2 separate regions of the Mus musculus genome follow, and region 2 is linked to region 1. The links are chromatin contacts, called in public Hi-C maps. All regions are on one chromosome and are shown on one strand. Each heading gives the region's core, a stretch centred on a gene start, on an enhancer-like site or on the middle of the called end of the contact. The rest is flanking DNA. Distances are from core to core; before and after follow the strand shown. Region 1 has its middle 51 kb from the start of Cntn1. Region 2 holds the start of Cntn1 (contactin 1).

The links. Hi-C and Micro-C count contacts between places; a contact is called where the count stands out from the background.
Region 2: a contact with region 1 is called in a Hi-C map of cerebellum, with 1.5 times the contacts expected there. The contact joins the promoter of Cntn1 here to the enhancer-like site in region 1. A contact is called at or near these places in 3 of 39 promoter capture datasets (macrophages, neutrophils and pre-B cells), 2 of 484 Hi-C or Micro-C datasets (cerebellum and neurons), 1 of 115 datasets of contacts at active chromatin or transcription factors (embryonic stem cells) and 2 of 9 other capture datasets (adipose tissue and liver).

Annotation. Positions count from the first base shown.
Region 1 is chr15:91,998,527-92,002,324 of GRCm38.p6, forward strand. No RefSeq gene overlaps it. Among named protein-coding and RNA genes, the nearest start is that of Cntn1, 51 kb to the right of the region's middle. Within about 2 kb of position 1,760, at least 1 of the 459 cell types and tissues checked has an H3K27ac peak or open chromatin away from gene starts, as enhancers often do. A contact at or near this core is called in cerebellum, where this site is marked.
Region 2 is chr15:92,049,106-92,052,903 of GRCm38.p6, forward strand. Cntn1 (contactin 1) reads left to right here and starts at 2,060. Exons shown (of 24, transcript NM_001159648.1): 1 at 2,060-2,218.

The DNA.
Region 1 (3,798 bases), core at 510-3,009:
CATATTGGCCGAGAGTAGCATATCACGCCTATGGCTCACAGTGGAGCAAAACTAATCATCAGCGTAGCCTGGAAGCTAATGAGAATGATGAAGAGGGAGGAGCAAGGTTCCATCATCCTCTTCAGGGGCCTCCAGTGACCCAAAGAGCTTTGCCGATCGAAAAACACAACTCTCAACTCCAAAAGGGCTAAGAGACAGTTTATTCCTGAAGCAAACATGAATGATTATGGCTTGAAAGCACATCTTCAAGATTTCTCGCATACCATGTTCCACGGTGATAACACTTACATAAAACCTCATAGTAGCGGAATAAAGCAAACTGTCAACCAAGACACTTTCTAAAAACACGGTGGAGATAGGGTTGGAGAAAAGTGAGGGAATGTTTGCTACAGGCCTCAGCCACTGCCCAGTGCCATCGACATCATTAGCCTATGATCTGTAGAAATGAGTGGTCTGTTAACACAGTTTGAAAGTTTTTAAACCCAATAGTCAAGAGACTGTGAGGTCAGACACAGAGGTGGGCAATATTGGCACTACTAGTCCAGCAGCATAAGAGATTATTCTATCATCTGGCATCTTCTTTAGTATTTTATCTTTTTCGTTGTCTAGTTCTCACTTCTTAGAGTTTCAGGCTATTGAGATTGGCACTGTTTCCTGATGTCTCTTTCACTATCTTTGTCACGTGCATAGGAAGGCTACTGATTTTACTCCAGTTTAATTTTGTAGCCTGCTATTTTGCTGAATATGTTTATCTGCTCTGGAAGGTTTCTGGTGGAGTCTTTAGGATCTTTGATATATAGAATCATATCATCTACAAATAAAGATATGTTGACTTTTTTCCTCTCCCCTTTGTATCTCCTTTATCTTTTTTCACTTGTATAATTGCTGTAATTAGCACTTCAAGACCTTCCCTGAATTCCTGAGCTTAGTAAAATGCTAGAAGTTTTTCTCCATTCAGCATGATGTTGCCTGTGGGTTTGCCTTTATTTTATTGATTTATGTTTCCTGTATCCCTAGACTTTGGTCATGGAATATTGTTGGACTTTGCCAAGGGCTTTTTTATATCATGGAAAGAACTATATAGTTTATGCCCATAAGTCTAGTTATGTGGTAGATCACAGTTAATAGCTTGTATTTTTTTTTACTATCCCTACATCATTAGAATGAAGCCAGCTTGAACATGTTTAAATATTATTTTGTTAATATCTTTTATTAACTTTCTGAGAATTAATGCATTTTGATCATATTGATGGCCCTTCCCCAATATTTCCTGGACATATTCCTACCTACTCAATCAAAATGTTCTTCTATATTTCAATTTCTAAAACATGTTGAGTCTAATTTGTTCTGCCAAGTACTGTGATGTATAAGGACTGCCCCGGGATGTCATCTACCTACCATGGACTCACTTATTCTTGTAAACATTTTGTTGGAAAATGAAGCACACCCCAGGTGTGCAATCACTAGTGACAGAATTCTTAATGAGATTATATTAGCAAAGTTCCCAACTTCAAATCTTGAAACCTACTTTGGAGAACTTGTAAATAAGCCAGTTGTTATTATTCTCTAAAAATATTTCAGTGTTATATGCTTACAGTAGAGTAAATCACCTATTTCTTCAAAATATAAGGCCCAGTGATTATGATGGTTATGATACATGATCAGGGAAGAGACCACTACAGATCTGAGGAGACCGTGCATTAAGAGCTCCTGACATGCATGCGCTTGCCATGCTCCCTCCACTGGCTCCAGAGAGCCACACTGGCAAGCTTCCCGAGAGCAGTTGCTGTCTCGCCACAGGCTTCTCACACACTTCTCTTCCCTGATGGGTTGCCTGGGTAAACAAATCCATGCTAATATTTTTATATCTCTTTAAGGAATTTAATACCCTTAGCTTTGGGGCAAGATTTGCTTTCTCCGAGAAGAGCGTCTCATAATCTTTTGAAAAACCCCACAGCCATTCTTAATGCAAAGTAATCTTAAACAAAACGCTTTAAGACAGAAGGCTTGGCAAGCACTTGAATCTCTAAGTTGTTAATTTAACCTGGAAGCCACATCATGTGGCTTTATGTTTCCAGAGTAGGGTTTATGTCTGACCTGGTATCATCGTATTGTATTTACCTACTGAAATACTCCATAAGTATGTACAATTGTAATATATGTACATACTCCCTAAATATGTACAATTGTGATAGTAAATATAAATGAAATTCTATAAGAGGCTAACATCGAAACTTCACAATAGAGAGGGAACTTTCTTCTGCATGATCAAAACCCAAAGCTAGTCTACATAACAGCTGTAGTCTTAGAATGGCTTCTTGTTGTTCATTTTACAGAAGTGCCTGTCTTTGTCTATGTGTCGCAAAAGAAGCAAGAGAGAAGTCTTTGGGCATTTTCCTTCCCTCGTTATGAAAAGCATCTTTTTCTTTTCTTCAACAGCAGAGCCCTCAGAGACATGCAGGAAAGATGAAATTCTTTTCATCTATAATATGCATTTTAAGAATTATATTATAAAAAAAACCATTTACCACTATTGTGTATTACATTCTATTTTCTCTTATTACTTCAGAACTTACTTGAGTGTTTTATTATAAAAATGAGTGCAGATTATTTGTTTTAACTTCTAGTTTCTTACATTCTCTGCATTGCTATTTTTGCAAATGTGGCTATGAAATTAACTCATCATATCATAATCATTTAAAAATAATAACCATGGTAAGGTATTTTAATATAATTGTACACTTTTATATCTTTTTATAAAATACCTTTTTCTATTATGATATTATGATAAAATATATATCTCATTTTAGGCAGAGTACCTGAGAAAATGGAAAACTATATTTTGAGCATGCCCTGAAGGGGACAATCATTACTTAGAATATTTTTTATTTTAAATAATTAAGTCACATATGTGCTAGAAACAATATTAAAAAACATTTCATTAAGCCTGAGGTGGCTTAGAATCTTGAGTAAAATTGTTTGAATCCAGCTCATCATAGGCTGTTCAGTGACTTCAGCAGAGGCAGTGTGACAACATCGGCTGCCAAAGCCATTCATGTGCACGGTGTGAAGGGTTATGACACAGCCGTGGGATGCTCCCAGGAGGATGCTGGGCAACTGGCACCACACAGATGATCAGGTAGGTCAGCCAGGCTGTCATCTGATCACCCAAGGTATGTGTCAAAGCCAGAAAAGCTAGAGGAATGTCAAGTGTCCCAGGAGCTTTAGCTCAGCTCAGTCCCTGCTGTTGATGTCACTTACTTCAATTGCTGTCTGCCCATCTGGAACAGCTGTCCATCTGTCTGCTCACGTGGTCCTGCCCTTTTGCCTGTACTGCCGGACTCAACTTTGGAGCCTCACTCCACTCTGTGGCTCAGCAGCCGCCATTGTGATAGCATCTCTCTGGAAACAGCTGGTTTGTTATCTCCTCCTAGACTCCTTTCAGTTTCTTCTGGCTTTCCTCTCTTGGGCCACATTACCTATTTCTCTAATCTTTGCTCTGCTTGTGACCCTCTCATTTCTCAAAACTTGGGAAGTTTTAGTTTTGAAGTTGCTGATCTTAATCTAAAAGGTAAGCTTTTGATAAATGATTTAGATTAGGAAAATTACTGGCTAGGCCAGTCAGGGATTATTTGATCACTTGATTGGATTGACTGAGGTGTGAAGAGTTGCTGAGTGTAAATGGCACTATTCCACTGGCTGAGGTCAGTCCCAGATTAAATACGAAGGAGGAAGGCAGATGATCACAGTGTTTTCCACTCTGCCTAACTGAATGCACTGTGGCCAGCTGTCATCCCA
Region 2 (3,798 bases), core at 810-3,309, 51 kb after region 1:
ATTGTAACAGCACAGATCCCAGAGTACGTGAAATTGGTTTGGCAAAGAGCAAAGTGCTGTGCAGCAGGCATTGCTAGCGTTCCTGTGCAAATAGAAACATAGGTGTGCCGTGAACAGGCGCACAGACTTTGCTCTCTGAGGAGAGCTGTTACAAAAACCCGGCGAGAGTACCTTATTTGAAAATAAATACGCCTGGTGAGATAGAAATAATCTGAATGCAATTAATAACTCTTTGTGTGCATGCACACACATGTTTATGAGGTCAGGAAATACACAACCAGCAGTATGTGCTTAGAAAGAAATAACCTCCAAAAAAGCCAGTTTATCCTTGCTTGCCCGTAACGCATCTATAATGCTAATACTTGTTCAGTGAAGAACGAAGGGATAAGAAGAGGAAATGGTGGAGTTTTTAGTAGTCTGCTCATTGACTGTTGCAATGCTCATGAAACTGAATATTCAGTATTTTTTCCCCTTTCATTCTATGCTTTCTCCTCCCAGAGGAGAGTGTATTGGAAGGCAGCACAAAGCCCAGGTAGTTTAGATTTATTGAACAATCAAGAGATACTAACATTGAAAACTCATTCCCTACTAGGCTGTTTGCTAATTTTTGTCCTGCCAGGCTCCCGTTCCGAGTTCTGCATCTCATTGCTGCTCAGCTTTGTTACAGGGCAGAAAATATGGATGGCACAGGACAAGCGCACTGTAATCCAGGAATTTGGTGCAGTTCAGTAGGAAAACTGGAGTGTGTATTAAAGGAAGAAGATAGAAAGCTAGCAGGCATGTTATGGGGGGGTGGGCAGGGAACAACTCAGGAGCTGTTGATACTTTGTAGCAATTGCAAGACTATCTCTGGCAAACAGATCGAATCAATTGTTCCTTGTATATTACACCCCCCCCTCCTCTTCTGTAAAGACTGAGTCTTACAGTGCTGTAAAGAGAATACAGCAAGATGGACCCGATGGTATTAAAAATCTGAGCACTGACCATCTGCACTTAGCTTTGGGTAGCATCAGCCTTCTCTTTGGTCCAGGAGGCTGGTCTTTTACCAACCCATCCATGTACATTCATTCTTTCTTATGTTCAGCATGCGTTAAGATGGTTAAGTTACCTAGCTAGAAGACAAATGGAGCTCTTTGGAAGAAGTGGGTGTCTTCTTTCCTCAATAGGTCCTGAGAGAACACACTACTCCAATTTTATTTACAGTTCTCCTTGGTCTTTCGCTAAGGAGTCCCTCAGATATAGCTTTCTGGTTCCACCTGGATAGATAGCAGAGGTGACACTTGAGCACAAAGGCATTTTGCCCTCTTAAAAAACAGACTTAGGTTCACCCAGCTGTCTGGTTTCATATACCCCCCCCCCCCCCCCCACAACTTGAGCATGTGAGAGACTGGTTATCGATCAGTATTGTGCCATTACTTTAAATAAACACTTGTCACCCACGGAATTGCCCATGGCAAATGTCTCAGTTTGCTTTACTCTGAACGTTTATTTTATAGCATTTTCCCCCATTTTAAATACAGGACCCTATGTAAGCAAATTTTGGTTAAATGGTATATAGAGTTTCTACAATTTTTGCTCTGAGGAAATCTTTCATGACCTATGTGGTCAATGATAGGCAACTGCAAAGGAACAAAATCACCATTTCTGATTTGACTGCGATTTCTTTCCGCTTAATTGTGCATCCCGTTTTCTGTTTCTTCACTGAAGTCCACGTTCATACTGAGCATTTTTTTTTGCCTCTGCTGGTGCCCCTGGTTGAATCTCCAGGAGCAGAGAATCTCTTTTAAAAGTTCCAGAGATCTGGCTTTGGCAGATCCTCCCTCCCTCTTGGAACCTTTAATGGTAGTTTCTAAGGGTAGTTTCCCTTCTCAGAGGCCCTCTGACCCAGAAGCAGAAGGTTTTCAATCCGCGGACTACAAGGACTCTTCGCTGGTGGGCTCAGAAGCTAAGAGTCAGTCCACAGAAACCCTAGAGTTGAGAATGACATCTCCTCTGTCCAATCAAAGGTGCAAGTTTCCCTCCGGTCCCCGCCTCCTCTCCCCGCGGCCCCAATAACTGCACTCTGAGGCCCCGGCTACTGCTGTCAAGTAGCTAGGGTGGGCTCCGCCTAAGCGAGGAGTGGCGCTGGGCTGGTGGGAGATGCGCTCCCAGCTGTTTGCAGCGGGAGCGGGAAAGCTGTAGGGCCAGGCAGCGAGGAGGCGACAGGAGTGGGGAACAGGTAGGAGGCAGGCTCGCCCTTCTGCAGAGCACAGGGAACGCGTGCTTCCCTGAGGCCACCCAGCCCCTGCCCCGCCCTGGTTACCCCGGCTCCCGGGGTCGCTGTAGCTGTCACCGCGACACCTATGACACCAATCAGAAGATGGGATGGAGGGGGTGGTGATGGTCTGGATGCTGGAGCCGGGGTGATGCACCGGGAAGGGTTGCTGAAAGGGGCCCCAAGGGGCACTGCGTCTGGGCAACTTTCCTCGCAGACGCAGCAGCTTGCTGCGGGGTCAGGCCTGGGGTTTGCCCTGTCGATGAGGTTGGGGGCTGGGGTCGCAGACGTGCCAGCTGCAGGAGCCGCGGGTCCTGTGAGCTCTTCAACTGCTCCGCATGCGGGGCGCCGCCTGCTCCCCTCCCCCGCACCTGCGGGGTACCCTCCAGCACAGCGCTGGCTGCCGGTGATGGCCATGAGGAAGGCAGGGGCTTGTACTTCCCCTGGCTAAAAACCAGCTCCCTTAGGGCTTGGTGACTGGGGAGAATCTCCGCATTTTCTGATGTATCCAATCTGAGGGAAAGCCAACGTACCTCCTCCACAAGGTTCTGCGGATTGGGCAGGGCAGAAAGGCAGTTTCCCACCGGCCTCGCTGTTTCCTACGGGGAACTACCACTTCATCTAATCAAGTGGCTGTGTCAGGATGAGCTCCAAAGCATCCTCCCTGGGTGACCGCATTTGGGCACTGGGTGTTGGCCCAGTGCCGATTCCTGCTGGAATCAGATTGCTGGTAGCAGTAGGGAGAAGAATTGCAGGGAAATCAGATACCCTGCTGGGAAAAATCCTGGGGGGAAAATAGGAATGGTGGGAAAGAAGCAAGAAGTGAGAGGTGTAGCCATTTCTGGCTGTCCTTTTTCTCCCCCCATGCCAAATCCAGCATGGGCATCAGTATGTGTGCCTGTGTGTGCACATCTCCAAGGTGGAGGAGCTATATATAGCTCCTGCGCAGCCAGCCGGTTTCTTTGCTGCTGAGCAGGCTGCCTTGGTCTTCTCAAGCAATCTGCAAGCACGGGGTGGGAGGGGTAAAATAGAATCAGATTCTTCATTGGGGGGGCGGGGGGGAAGCCAGGGAAGAGAGAAACTCAGAGTAACAACCCCCTCCCTACCTTCACACTCGGGATAACGTTTCTGTAGCTTACAGAAAGGGATGTATTCCAAAATTATTATTATTTTGAATGGATTTCTGGGTTTTATCCCACGTTTTTCGGATTCATGGTGCATATCGACCATTGCAGCTTGAAGTATATAAAGGCATCACATTAGTATATATCATATCTACAATAGTTTATTAATTCACTGGTGCACAATATTGTGCGCATGCTTGTATATCTTGGCTATTTGGAAATAAATTTATCTGTGTGGTAACTTGTAGCTAGCTACTCTCTGGGGTCTGGAAAGGACCCACCCACTTTTCAGGATGCAGGATTGTGGAACTGGTATGACCATCTGAGATAGTTTTGATGTAGTTCCTTGGACGCATCTTTCTTGTGGCTTATATAAATTTGTGCCGACATGATATTTCAGACGTATTTGTATTGCATGGA